Linked DNA regions of Mus musculus: all the other regions are linked to region 1. A link is a contact called in public Hi-C and HiChIP or PLAC-seq data. All regions are on one chromosome and are shown on one strand. Each heading gives the region's core, a stretch centred on a gene start, on an enhancer-like site or on the middle of the called end of the contact. The rest is flanking DNA. Distances are from core to core; before and after follow the strand shown. Region 1 has its middle 14 kb from the start of Cyp7b1. Region 2 has its middle 61 kb from the start of Gm30723. Region 3 has its middle 36 kb from the start of Gm30723.

The links. A called contact is a pair of places that touch in the nucleus more often than the background predicts. HiChIP or PLAC-seq counts read pairs in DNA pulled down with a chosen protein or histone mark.
Region 2: a Hi-C map of embryonic stem cells shows a contact between it and region 1, with 2.7 times the contacts expected there. The contact joins two enhancer-like sites. A contact is called at or near these places in 3 of 39 promoter capture datasets (embryonic stem cells, hippocampal neurons and liver), 1 of 484 Hi-C or Micro-C datasets (embryonic stem cells), 2 of 115 datasets of contacts at active chromatin or transcription factors (both in embryonic stem cells) and 4 of 9 other capture datasets (adipose tissue, embryonic stem cells, liver and 1 more).
Region 3: an H3K27ac HiChIP or PLAC-seq map of embryonic stem cells shows a contact between it and region 1, with 2.8 times the contacts expected there. The contact joins two enhancer-like sites. A contact is called at or near these places in 4 of 39 promoter capture datasets (the 3T3-L1 cell line, hippocampal neurons and liver), 4 of 115 datasets of contacts at active chromatin or transcription factors (embryonic stem cells and stem cell-derived neural progenitor cells) and 3 of 9 other capture datasets (adipose tissue, liver and macrophages).

What each region holds. Positions count from the first base shown.
Region 1 is chr3:18,255,449-18,259,932 of GRCm38.p6, forward strand. No RefSeq gene overlaps it. Among named protein-coding and RNA genes, the nearest start is that of Cyp7b1, 14 kb to the left of the region's middle. Within about 2 kb of position 1,338, at least 7 of the 459 cell types and tissues checked have an H3K27ac peak or open chromatin away from gene starts, as enhancers often do. A contact at or near this core is called in embryonic stem cells, where this site is marked.
Region 2 is chr3:18,554,452-18,558,919 of GRCm38.p6, forward strand. No RefSeq gene overlaps it. Among named protein-coding and RNA genes, the nearest start is that of Gm30723, 61 kb to the right of the region's middle. Within about 2 kb of position 2,915, at least 1 of the 459 cell types and tissues checked has an H3K27ac peak or open chromatin away from gene starts, as enhancers often do. A contact at or near this core is called in embryonic stem cells, where this site is marked.
Region 3 is chr3:18,579,050-18,583,541 of GRCm38.p6, forward strand. No RefSeq gene overlaps it. Among named protein-coding and RNA genes, the nearest start is that of Gm30723, 36 kb to the right of the region's middle. Within about 2 kb of position 2,067, at least 2 of the 459 cell types and tissues checked have an H3K27ac peak or open chromatin away from gene starts, as enhancers often do. A contact at or near this core is called in embryonic stem cells, where this site is marked.

The DNA.
Region 1 (4,484 bases), core at 88-2,587:
TCAAAATGTGTTTCAATCATTAGATTACATGATAGAATCCTAGTGGATTGATAAGTAGTGTTTTTACTTAAAATATTTACTAACAAGTACTAACTGTCCATATTAATCAGGCTTAGAATGGCATTTCCAGGTATGAAGTACATCATGACCAAATCTAAACAACCTTTTAAAATTAGAAGTTAATAAAAGTTAATAAAAGTTTAATTTAAGTTAACATTAAATGCTAATGTCCACAGTTCAATTTTCCTCTTTAAAAATGCTTCTGTTGTATATATTCATTATGTAAAGTAATTTATAACAGCATTCCATTAAATTTCATCATATACTTTAACCATATTCCCTCCTCTTAATCCTCTTTTGTTCTTTCTACATTTCTCCAAGTTGGCTCTCTTTTCCTATTTTCATGTTTGTGTGTGTGTGTTTATTGTGTATAGGTATGTGTGCGTGTGTATTTGTATGCATATCATTTGTGTGTGTTAGAGTGAAAACTTTGTGTCTGCAGGTATCAAAATGTAGGTGCTAGAAACTGAAATCTGTCTTCTGGAAGAGCTATAAGAACTCTTAACTTCTGAGCCATCTTTCTGGGCCATTTGGTTTTGTTTATTTGTTTAACATTCTGACAGAGGTGTGATGATCTCAGCGTTAAGTTTGATTTGCATTTCCCTACTAAGCAAGATGGGTGCTTTATTCTTGTTGGGTTTTTTTTTTTTTTCATGTGTTTAGTTCCAATATTACTTTCTTTTTGAAAAACTACCTTCTCCTTTCATTTGCCCATTTACTGATTAAATTATTTTGATATTTAATTTTTTGAGTTCTTTGTATATTATAGATGTTAATCCTCTGTCATACACACACACACACACACACAGAGAGAGAGAGAGAGAGAGAGAGAGAGAGAGAGAGAGAGAGAGAGTCTTCTTTCGTGCCACTCATGCTGTATAAGCCCAATAATGTCATTGCTTCTCCTAGGCAAAATCATATTTTGTTTTATTGTTGAAACCTTGTGAAGTAGGTGTAAATATTGGTAATGTCCCCTACGCTATTCAGGGGGGACAATTCTTACAACACAAACTGTTGGCAGCCATCCCGCAGCTCACTTGGACAGGGGTTACTCCTGGGAGGCAAACTGGGGCTGAAGAGACAGAAACTAGGCGGTCGAGAGAAAAATGGAAGACAAGACAAGGTTCCTGATCAAGGCTCAAATGTTTAATAGCAAACTGTGCTTGTAACATGGGGGGGGGGGGGAGGCCCATCCCCCACTAATCCACTCTTGGAGACTGGAACCAGCTGCAGTTGATGAAGTGCAGGATAGGGTGTAGTCTCCTGAATATCTTAGGGGCCTCTCAGCAGGTAGCAGTGTCTTGAAGGACAACAGTGGCAGTGGCTGAACAATAGAGCCATCTAGGCATGAAGGCTCCACCCTAGGTGGTCTCCTTCTTAGTGGCAGCAAGGTCAAAGCCTGTTTCAGGCTGGGGGCTTACAACAAACATTTGGCAAGTTACTAGATTATGTCTCCTCTCTCTCTCTCTATATATATATATGAGGAGAGAGAGAGAACACTAAAGAAGATTTTCTGACATTCCCTGATCGTTGTCTTTGCTCTACTGTGTAAAACAACAGAAGATACTTTCATGGAATCCTTTTTTTTTTTTTTTTTTTTGTCTATTTTTGGAGTGTTCTATCTACTGAAGCCTTTTAAAAAATAATTATTGCCCATGCCTATATATTGAAATGTTTTCTCCTATGCAGTTTTGGAGTTTTGGATCATTGACTCATTTTAAATAGATTATTATATAATGTGAAAAATGAGGATTTGCAAAAAAGATAAATCACAGAAAACAAATGAAAATGGAATTGTAGTGAAAGAAGTCTGGTTGTCTTCTATTTGTTTAGGCAGAACCAAAGGGAAGAAAGTTAGATTTTTCTCACTACATACCAGAATTATGTGATCAATGTTTGCCATGTGGTGCTTGAACTCGAAGTAACTCTTGAAAGTTTTGTTCCTTCAGTATTTTTTGCTGTTTTCAATTATATACAGCAAGATTGTATTGTTAAGATTAATTTAAAAACAATTTTAAATTATGTTTGTAGATAAATGGATAGAGAGAAATTTTCATATCTCAAGTATAAATAATTTAATCTGGTTTATATCAATTGAAGTGGAGGAAGAATTTTAAGAATCTGTATGTTAGGAATAAGGAACACTAGAAGGAAACATTGCAAATACAAAAGTGGCTGGTGGTTATACATGAGAGGCAAACATACAGTTTATATTTGTCTGCATTTTCCAAAGTCTCTGTTGTTATCTTGTGTTGCATCCATTATTCGAGAAAAGGATCCTACATTAGTTGCTCTTATATTGCTGATATAAAACCCCATGACTAAGGCAGGTTCTGAAGGGGAAAATTAAATCGGGCTTAAGGTTCTAGATGGATGAATCTGTCATGGTGGGAGAGCAAGTCAGCAAACTGGACATGACCTAGAGCAGGAAGCTCAATGCTCACACCTTGAACTCCAGACACACAGCAGAGAGAAACCTGGAAGTGAAGGAAGATTTTGCTCTGAAAACCCACTCTTGTGACATAAACCTCCAGCAAGGCTATGCACTTCCTAAGCCTTCCCAAACAGCATGAAGAACTGGGAAGCAACCAATTTAATTCAGGAGTCACTGGGAGATATTGCCACTGAAACAATTATAGATCCTTAGCGGAATCTTGAAGGACATTTCATATCTCTAGTTTCCTGGTTCTGATTTCTATCAACTGACTGTTTCTATTTACACCAAAGGAATAAGTAAACAGAGGCTGTGAATGCAGGTAGCAGACTGTTTACTTAGTATATCTGAGGTTCTATGTTAGGTCCCAACATTGCAAGGAAGAGGAGGTGGAGGAAGATGAGGAGGACGAGGAGGACGAGGAGGAGGAGCAGCAGCAACAACAACAAGAATAAGAAGAATCCAAACCTCCAGATTAGAAATAAGTAAAAAGCCTGAAACTGTTATTATACAAAACCAAAATGATGAGGAAAAAATAGCATTACATACACTATTTAATGATGCAACACGACTTGTGTCAAGTTTCTCACGCCAGGGAAAGATATTTCCAACCTGCTTACTCATCCCAATTCTTCTCTGGAAACAAAATTCTCCCCCAAGCCTAGAATTTCACAACATTTCAAATTCTCTTGTAAATGTGGATATCAGTTCTTTATTTCAATGAGATTAATCATTGTGTTGTTTTTTTTTCAAGCATTTCAGCTTGTTGTAAGTGTGAGGTCATGATGTAGCAGCCTGGGATTTTTAAGGAAGGTGGAATAAATCTGGAGGGAGCCCTTGGGAAGATGGTCAGGGAGTATACCCTGGACACAGAAGTTAAAGGAGGCCCAGGAGAAGTCTAGATGAGTAACATTGGGGAAGTTTCTCAATTACTGCTAGGTGTTATGAATATACAATATACCATATAGGCTTTGTGTTGAAACCCAGGGCCCCATCTTCCCTAGTGTCAGTTTGGGAGATAATGTAGCAGAAACTTGAAAGTTTGAATCAACCAACCTCCTGACACCAGTGTCTCTGTCTTCCTGCTCCCCTCCCCAGCCCTCTATCCTCTCTCTCTCTCTCTCTCTCTCTCTCTCTCTCTCTCTCTCTCTCTCTCTCTCTCTCTTTCTCTCTCTCTCTCTTTCTCTCTCTTTCTCTCTCTCCCTCCTTCCCTCCCTCTCTCTCCTTTCTTCTGCCCCCCTTCCCTGCTTCCTACTCACTATGGAGAGAAACACTCCTCCCTCCCACCCTTACATCTTAAGATTCTGCTTTACCACAGGCCCAGAAACAATAGATCTAGCCTAGACCTAAACTTCTAAGAGCAAAAACCACACAAATCCTTTGTACCAACCTTGTTGTCTAGAGGATTTTATGACCCCAACCACAATCTTTCTATTACTCTAAGTCTGCCATTGTCCTGACTCAGTGAACTTGTCTGCAGGGACTTTCCTCTCTTAATCTCCACCGAGGCCCACCCCATTCTATCATCAGTACCAAGAATATCTAAAAACTATTTCAAGCCTTTCCCTATGAAATCAATTAAAATGAATAAATAGATCAGAAAAATAAGCTGTCCTGTGATTATAGCTTCACAAACAGGGAGGAAACATGGAGGAGACAATATCATCTGGATCCCCAGGCAGCAAGAAATGAGACTGAGCCCCTGGGCCTAGCTTGAGCTTTTGAAACCTCAAAACCCCCAGTGACATCCTCCAACAAGGCCATACCTACTACAACCAAGCCACACCTCCAAAACCGCCACTTCCTATGAATCTATGGGGGCCATTTCCATTCAGACCACCAGAATAACATATTTCAAATTATAGTAAAATATGATAACCAAGTCCTTACTTGAATCATCCTTACAGGTTCTAGGAAGTTTCTACTACACTGGGTTTCCATATCACACCTGTTTTAGGGTTTTATTGATGAGGAAACACCATGACCAAGG
Region 2 (4,468 bases), core at 1,665-4,164, 300 kb after region 1:
GCATCTCTTTTTTTATGTTTGGGAAGTTTTCTTCTATTATTTTGTTGAAGATATTAGCTGGCCCTTTAAGTTGAAAATCTTCATTCTCATCAATTCCTATTATCCGTAGGTTTGGTCTTCTCATTGTGTCCTGGATTACCTGGATGTTTTGAGTTAGGATCCTTTTGCATTTTGTATTTTCTTTGACTGTTGTGTCGATGTTCTCTATGGAATCTTCTGCACCTGAGATTCTCTCTTCCATTTCTTGTATTCTGTTGCTGATGCTCACATCTATGGTTCCAGATCTCTTTCCTAGGGTTTCTATCTCCAGCGTTGCCTCGCTTTGGGTTTTCTTTATTGTGTCTACTTCCCCTTTTAGTTCTAGTATGGTTTTGTTCATTTCCATCACCTGTTTGGCTGTGTTTTCCTGCTTTTCTTTAAGAGCCTGTAACTCTTTAGCAGTGCTCTCCTGTAAATCTTTAAGTGACTTATGAAAGTCCTTCTTGATGTCCTCTATCATCATCATGAGAAATGTTTTTAAATCTGGGTCTAGATTTTCGGTTGTGTTGGGGTGCCCAGGACTAGGTGGGGTGGGAGTGCTGCGTTCTGATGATGGTGAGTGGTCTTGATTTCTGTTAGTAGGATTCTTACGTTTGCCTTTCGCCATCTGGTAATCTCTGAAGCTAGCTGTTTTAGTTGTCACTGTTAAGAGCTTGTTCTTCAGGTGACTCTGTTAGCCTCTATGAGCAGACCTGGAGGGTAGCACTCTCCTTAGTTTCAGTGGGCAGAGTATTCTCTGCAGGCAAGCTCTCTTCTTGCAAGGCAGGTACCCAGATATCTGGTGTTCGAACCAGACTCCTGGCAGAAGTTGTGTTCCACTCACTAGAGGTCTTAGGATCACGTGTGGAATCCTGTGTGGGCCCTTGCGGGTGTCAGGCGACTCAGCTGGCAAGGTAGCCGGGGCTCGAGTGGAGTGGAAGGGGTTTGTGCCCCAGATCAAGCCCGGGTAGCCTGCTTCCCTATGTACCGCAGTCTCAAGTTCCACGCGATTGGATTGGGGTAGGCGCTGTGTTCCACTCACCAGAGGTCTTAGGGTCCCATGGGGAGTCCCGTGTGGGCCCTTGCGTGTGTTGGGCAAGACTCTGCTGTCAAGGTAGCCCGGGGCTCGAGTCTCGAGTCGAGCGGAAGGGACTTGTGCCCCAGATCAGGCCCGGGTAGCCTGCTTCCCTATGTACCGCAGTCTCGAGTTCCGCGCGATTGGATTGGGGCAGGCACTGTGATCCACTCACCAGAGGTCTTAGGGTCCCGTGCGGAGTCCTGTGTGGACCCTTGCGGGTGTTGGGCAAGACTCTGCTGGCAAGGTAGCCCGGGGCTCGAGTCACGAGTCGAGCGGAAGGGACTTGTGCCCCAGATCAGGCCCGGGTAGCCTGCTTCCCTATGTACCGCAGTCTCAAGTTCCGCGCGATTGGATTGGGGCAGGCACTGTGATCCACTCACCAGAGGTCTTAGGGTCCCGTGGGGAGTCCCGTGTGGACCCTTGCAGGTGTTGGGCAAGACTCTGCTGGCAAGGTAGCCCGGGGCTCGAGTCTCGAGTCGAGCGGAAGGGACTTGTGCCCCAGATCAGGCCCGGGTAGCCTGCTTCCCTATGTACCGCAGTCTCGAGTTCCGCGCGATTGGATTGGGGCAGGCACTGTGATCCACTCACCAGAGGTCTTAGGGTCCCGTGCGGAGTCCTGTGTGGACCCTTGCGGGTGTTGGGCAAGACTCTGCTGGCAAGGTAGCCCGGGGCTCGAGTCACGAGTCGAGCGGAAGGGACTTGTGCCCCAGATCAGGCCCGGGTAGCCTGCTTCCCTATGTACCGCAGTCTCAAGTTCCACGCGATTGGATTGGGGTAGGCGCTGTGTTCCACTCACCAGAGGTCTTAGGGTCCCGTGGGGAGTCCCGTGTGGGCCCTTGCGGGTGTTGGGCAAGACTCTGCTGTCAAGGTAGCCCGGGGCTCGAGTCTCGAGTCGAGCGGAAGGGACTTGTGCCCCAGATCAGGCCCGGGTAGCCTGCTTCCCTATGTACCGCAGTCTCGAGTTCCGCGCGATTGGATTGGGGCAGGCACTGTGATCCACTCACCAGAGGTCTTAGGGTCCCGTGGGGAGTCCTGTGTGGACCCTTGCGGGTGTTGGGCAAGACTCTGCTGGCAAGGTAGCCCGGGGCTCGAGTCACGAGTCAAGCGGAAGGGACTTGTGCCCCAGATCAGGCCCGGGTAGCCTGCTTCCCTATGTACCGCAGTCTCAAGTTCCGCGCGATTGGATTGGGGCAGGCACTGTGATCCACTCACCAGAGGTCTTAGGGTCCCGTGGGGAGTCCCGTGTGGACCCTTGCGGGTGTTGGGCAAGACTCTGCTGGCAAGGTAGCCCGGGGCTCGAGTCTCGAGTCGAGCGGAAGGGACTTGTGCCCCAGATCAGGCCCGGGTAGCCTGCTTCCCTATGTACCGCAGTCTCAAGTTCTGCGCGATTGGATTGGGGCAGGCACTGTGATCCACTCACCAGAGGTCTTAGGGTCCCGTGGGGAGTCCCGTGTGGGCCCTTGCGGGTGTTGGGCAAGACTCTGCTGTCAAGGTAGCCCGGGGCTCGAGTCTCGAGTCGAGCGGAAGGGCCTCCTGTGTTTCTTTAAGGGAGTTACTTATGTATTTCTTTCAGTCCTCTATCGTTATCAGGAGATATGACTTTAAATCAGAGTCTTGTTTTTCTGGTGTGTTGGGGGTATCCCTGGCTCACTGTGGTGGGAGAACCGGGTTCTGATCATGCCACGTAGCCTTGGTTTCTGTTACTTATGTTCTTGTCCTTGCCTCTTGTCATCTAGTTATCTCTTCTGTTAGTTAGTCTTGCTGTCTCTGACTGTGCCTTTTCTCTCCTGCAAGCCTGTGTGTCAGTACTCCTGGGAGACCAGTTGTCTCTGGGAGGAATTTGGGTATGAAGAGCTGTGGCATGGGGTCAGCTCTGGGTCAGACAGAAACCAGAAAAATCCTGTTCCTGGCTCTTCCTTTGTTCCTGTGTCCTGATGCCTCTGGTGGGTCCCTCTTGGCATAGGAATTTGAGCAGAAGTGGTGGTCTTACCTGTGCTCTCAGATTTGTCAGCACTCCTGCAAAACTGACTATCTCCTGTCTGTTTTGGTGTATTGTGTCACAGGATCAGCTCCCAGGGCAGGTGGAAACTGGAAGGATCCTGACGATATCAGCAATGCCATCCATATCTGTATCCATCCTGCTAACTTTCCCACAACTAGAAAAGTCAATTTGGCTTTGAATAGCAATCAATTCTAGAGATGGATTGTGTCTTTCTATAGTTTAGATAGATGTTTTATAGGCCATTTCACTGGATATGATGTTTGCAATATTGTTGGGCTATTCAATTATGAGATTGGAGGAAAATAATAAATGCATTTATAAAGTTTTTGGTATTGCATATTTGTACATTGCCAAGGTTTTATTATCTGTCTATTCAACTACCTACCTGTCTTGAAATATGTATTCACTGGAAACAAATAATACCTGAAGAAACTCCCTTCACACAGTAAGAGCTACTTTGTTCATTACAGGAGCCCCGGCCACAATCAGAACTCCCTAGCTATTGCTGTCTATACCATACTTGCCTGAACAACTTAAAGAGTGAGTCTACCCGACTCCAACAGTGTATATACTACACCCATGCTCATGAATTAAAGCCAAGGAAGCTACAGAGCAATGAGCTCACATTGGCCTCCTAAAACCAAAGACAACATTACATATAAAACTGATACCCAAAATACATCTACAGGAGAAGGTCACTGTGATGGTTTGTAAATCCTTGGACTAGGGAGTGGTACCATCTGGAGGTGTGGCCTTGTTGGAATAGGTATGATCTGGTTGGAATGGGTGTGTCACTGTGGGTGTGGGCATAAGATCCTCACCGTAGTTGCCTGGAAGTCAGTCTTCCACTAGCCACCTTTGGATGAAGACATAGAACTCTCAGCCCCTTCTGCACCATGCTTGTCTGGATACTGCCATGCTCCCACCTTGATGATAATGGACTGAACCTCTGAACCTATAAGCCAGCCCCAATTAAATGTTGTTTTTTATAAGATTTGCCTTGGTCATGGTGTCTGTTCACAGCAGTAAAACCCTAACTAAGACAGTCACTAAATAAGACAATTAAGTAAAAGTAATATGTGATCTTTAGGAGACACAAAGTTTACCATAGGGGTGTGTGTATGTGTGTGTGTGCGTGTGTGTGCGTGTGTGTGTGTGTGTGTGTGTGTGTGTGTGTGTGTGTGTTAGTATGATGTTCCCAAGGGATCATTACAGTAGAGCCACAGGTTTCATAGATTTCAAAATGTATGAAAAACAAAAATAGTTAAAACCACACCCCCAGCAATGAGCATAGAGATACCTTGTTGCTGGTCGTGTTCTTATTTCTGTCAGTGGCAGAGCAGATGACAGTCCTTTGTTCATCCTAGTGT
Region 3 (4,492 bases), core at 817-3,316, 320 kb after region 1:
GTAATTTCTTTGGACTCCATCAGACAATCTTTGTTTGCTTAGCAGCTTTTATTCTTCTGGTGACTTTGGCTGAAGTTTAGGGCCAAGAGACATAGCTAGATTCCTTATGGCCAAGATCCTTCCAGATTTACTAGGTCTTGATGTTTGAGAGGAAACTGTCCAGTCTGCCCTTGTCCCTTAGCACAACAGGCCACAACTGTTGACTTAATCCATATAGACCATTGTCCCCAGGGATCTGTGGACATCTCACACTTCACTTACAAAGCATACTACTTTAGGCACCCACTGACTGTCTAATTGTGCCACCATAGGTACCTAATTTGAAGTGGTCTATGAGACAATGTCCTGCCAGAGTACCTTCTACACCTTGCTCTACCTAAACACAGACCTCTACTCCTGAGGTCAGCATTTTTGTGACTTCTTCACCTCCTTAGAAACATTTAGTCAATATTCAAATTCTCAAAAGAATCACATTAAAAAGAAATCTCAATTTTAATCTAGCTATTAAGGCTTTTGAAAACAAAGATAGACAAAGAGAAATACTCCTGATTAAGAAAGAAAATCAAATTCAATAGAGGTTTGATGGGAAAAATTATTAGAAAAGAAGCAATTATTTTAAAAACTGTTATAACACACAGGTATTTCCTATCTCTATGTGATATGGGAAATAGAAGCATCATGCATTCAACTGCAAACAGCCTTTACTTCACTAATATAAGTGCTACTTACTGATTAGTCACTATGGTGATATACCTAAGAGCTTGAGCGAGAAACCCCAGCACAGGTGACATCACATGTATGTGATGCAGAGTGAGCTGATGGTTACCGGAATACAACAACTATTATGCTCTCTGTATTTAAATTAGTTTTAGATCTAAAATGGATTTGCTCATTTTGTGTTTAGATAGTATGTGTGTGGGGTTGAGTGCATATGTGGGGCAGAGAATAACTTGAGAAAATCAGTTTTCTCCTTCTATCATGTTGGTTCAAGGGACTGAATTCACATTGTTAGGCATGACTGCAAATTCCCTTAGTCACTGAGCTACCTTGCCAGCTCTTGAAATAATCATCACAATTTTTTCTCAGGATTGTGAGAACAAACAAACTTTGTTTACATCCTATCTGTGGGCAAATTAATAAAATTTTGGTGGATATTTCATTTAACATATGATACTTTCCTGATGTGCAAATCTTCAATCAGTAAACATTTTAAAATATATCTCCAGAAACTGAAGGGGCTGAGGATTTTGCATCCCCATGGAAGAAGCAACAGTGACATCAGGCCAGACCCCTAGAGCTCCTGGGGACTGGGCCACCAACCAAAGAATACACATGGATCAACCCATGGCTCCAGCTGCATATATGGCAGAGGATGGCCTTGTTGGACATCAGTGGGAGGAGAGGCCCTTGAGCCTGAGGGTGTTTGATGACCCAGTGTAGGGGAATGCCAGGGCAGGAGGGTGGCAGTGGTTGCATAGGAGAGCACCCTCATAGAGGCAGGGGGAGGAGGATGGGATGGAGGGGTCTGAAGGGGAGACCTAGAAAGGGGAAAACATTTGAAATGTAAATAAAGAAAATATCCAATCAAAAAATAAATAAAAATTAAATGGGTGAGAAGCCCAACTTTCTGGCATGAAGCTGGAACGATATATACACATCTATCTGAAGCCTTCCTCCAGTCATGTAGAAGCTGTAAGCGTAAATCATCAACATTACAGACACATAGCTATTGATCACCTCAGTTAAGCGTGGCCTTATTAAACTTAATTATGGGGAGAGGTGAGGGAGAAAGGTTGGAGACCATACTGTTGGAAGGACAAGCCCTTCACAGCCTCCCACCCTGAAAAAGCCAATTGGCCTTGTACTATGGAGCCGGTCATACCCCTCCTCCCTGTTTCCCTCCTGTCATCCAAAAATGCGGAGGAATATCAACTCATTGTTATTCTTGATAAAGTGCATTTCAAATTTGTTCAGTCAAACTTCGCCAGGGTTCCAACGCCCTACTTAATATTCAACTAGGAAGTTACCTAATCAGTACTAATTAGCATTATAAAGTCAGAGCCTACTGCTCAGGGCTTTTCTATTAGTTGTTTACAAGGGCAGAAAGGGCAGTCTTATCCAGACGCAGTTTACCATAAGAAATAGGGAATCCCACGGAGACAGGTTTTTTTCTTTAGCCCTAAGAAGTCAGGCAGAACTATTGAGCATAGATAAATTTTTTGCCTCAGGCCAGCCTTTTCTTTTTTTATTTTATTTTATTTTTTTATTTTTATTAACAACAGGGAGGAGATGTAGTCTCCCCTCCCCCAACCTGAAACCTGCTTGCTCAGGGGTGGAGCTTCCCACTCAATCCTTCTGCCATGCCCACTGCTGGAACCTGCCACTTTGCTGTTTGGAGTCATACACGTGGTCATCCTGCTACTGGATCCCAAGATTATTTGGCGGGAATCGGGCCCCTCCCCCTTCCTTCATAACGGAGTGCCGGAATAGTAAAAATTGAACCTTGAGCAGAGAGCTTTGTCTTGGTTCCTTCCTTATCTCTCGCAGCCCAGCCCTTCTTCTCTTCCAGGTTTCCAAAATGCCTTTCCAGGCTAGAACCCAAACCTGTGATCTGCTGGCCAGACACAACAGCTTATCTTGGAATATTTAAAAGTTCAGACAATATAAATAGGAAGATAAAGTACAAAACAAGAAATAAAGCTAATTCTAATTTGGTTCACAAATTACAGTTGCTTACATGGGAACTATAAGGGTAAACTATTTCATTACTGTGTAGGGTTAAGGTCTCAGATGCTCTCCACTCCCCTAGTCTACTGGGACATGCCCATTATTGTCCTTGTTCTGTTCATGTTTAGGCAGTCATATTAGTGATACTTTACAGCTGAAGCTTCTTCTACCATTAAAGAACGGAATGATGTAAATATATTATAATCTCAAAAACAAAAGAAATAATTATAAAAAAAGAATTAGAATTTTTCTTAAAAGTCAAAAGAATTTAAAAGTGTTTCATTCAACATGTGTTAATTGCACTTGCATTGTGTTCTGTATTTATCATGTGTGGACCATTTTATGAAAGTCTATGAACTTCTGGATCCAAAGTAGAATAGAAAACTCTATGGTTGGTTTTCTCATAATAGACACTTCCTAAAAAGGGCATCAGAAGGTATGCCACAGACTAACCTCTATTGCGTCTCCAATCTCTAGCGAATGGGTTTCTGGTTGCAGGTGAGCAAGGGTTGTTGAAAATGGGGTGACAGACAGGACACGAAGGAGTGTGGATCTGAATGTAATGTCAAATTGAGCATCAAACGTTTTATACAGAAGAAAATACTGAAGTTAGGTGACACATTGACAAGGTACCATGAGGTTACTGGATGCTTAATGACTCTAACACAAAACAGAGGAATGCAACACAAAGACTAGCAGGAGCTGGGCAATAACACAACTGAGATAAAGTCAGCCCTATCTAAGGTCAGCTATAGTCTTAGAAGCCAGCTGTGAGGTCTTTACACTCCTGGGGCAAGGGCTTTTACGCCTAAGCCATGGTTCTAATTAGGGAGTTCTGCTCTAGCTAACCTTCTCATGAAAAATGCAATATTCTAAAACCACAGCCCGATCTACTTCCTAAACCATTGTAAATTTCTGTATATGGGAGCAACTTGGCTTTTATTCTAAGTGATAGTGTTGGGGGGGGGGGGACTTTCTACTAATAAGTAATGAAGTCTGCAATTCATAACTATAATAAGAACTCTAAACGTACCTTGCTAAGCTTGCCCTGAGATTTCTAACTCTATGTAGTAGATATTAATGCCTGATTTCTTTCACTATCTCTCTTACAATACTAGAAACAATTCTGAATGTCACTGAATAGGCAACATTCTTACTGAATTCTAAGCCAAGGGTTGGCCTGAATTCTAAGCCTAGGGCATTGGTGGAGGCTAGGAAGCAAAGTTCAGTTTTGCTTAGGCATTTGGCAAGTCATTGCTTGGAGGCACCTGTAATTACCAGCATCTTAGCATGCTAACACGAAAGCTACAGTAGTGGCAGATATATCTTGACAGTAACCAGAGGCTCCCTAATTAGACTTAAAACCTGCTCAACAAAGAGAAACCATGCCTAATACTGAACACCTAGCCAACTACCAAGTACTAGTGAAGTCACAGATCTTGAAGAACCTACAAACACCATTGTATTAAACAATCTCTAACTACACTATAAATGCTTGTTTTTATACCAATAAGTATAGTACTAAGCCCTCATCAAGAAAACTTCCCTCTGCAACAGACATAGAAACTATTACATAAAGCCATAACCAATCAAAATGCAGAGTTGTGGAGACCAGTTCCTAAAGCTACACCAAAAAAAAAAAAAAAAAAAAAAAACCCAACCAAACAAACAAACAAAAAACAAACAAACAAACAAACAAAAAACCAAAAACCATCTCCCTCAGCTAAAGCTCATGGTACACTGTGGCAAAAGGAATATGATCATT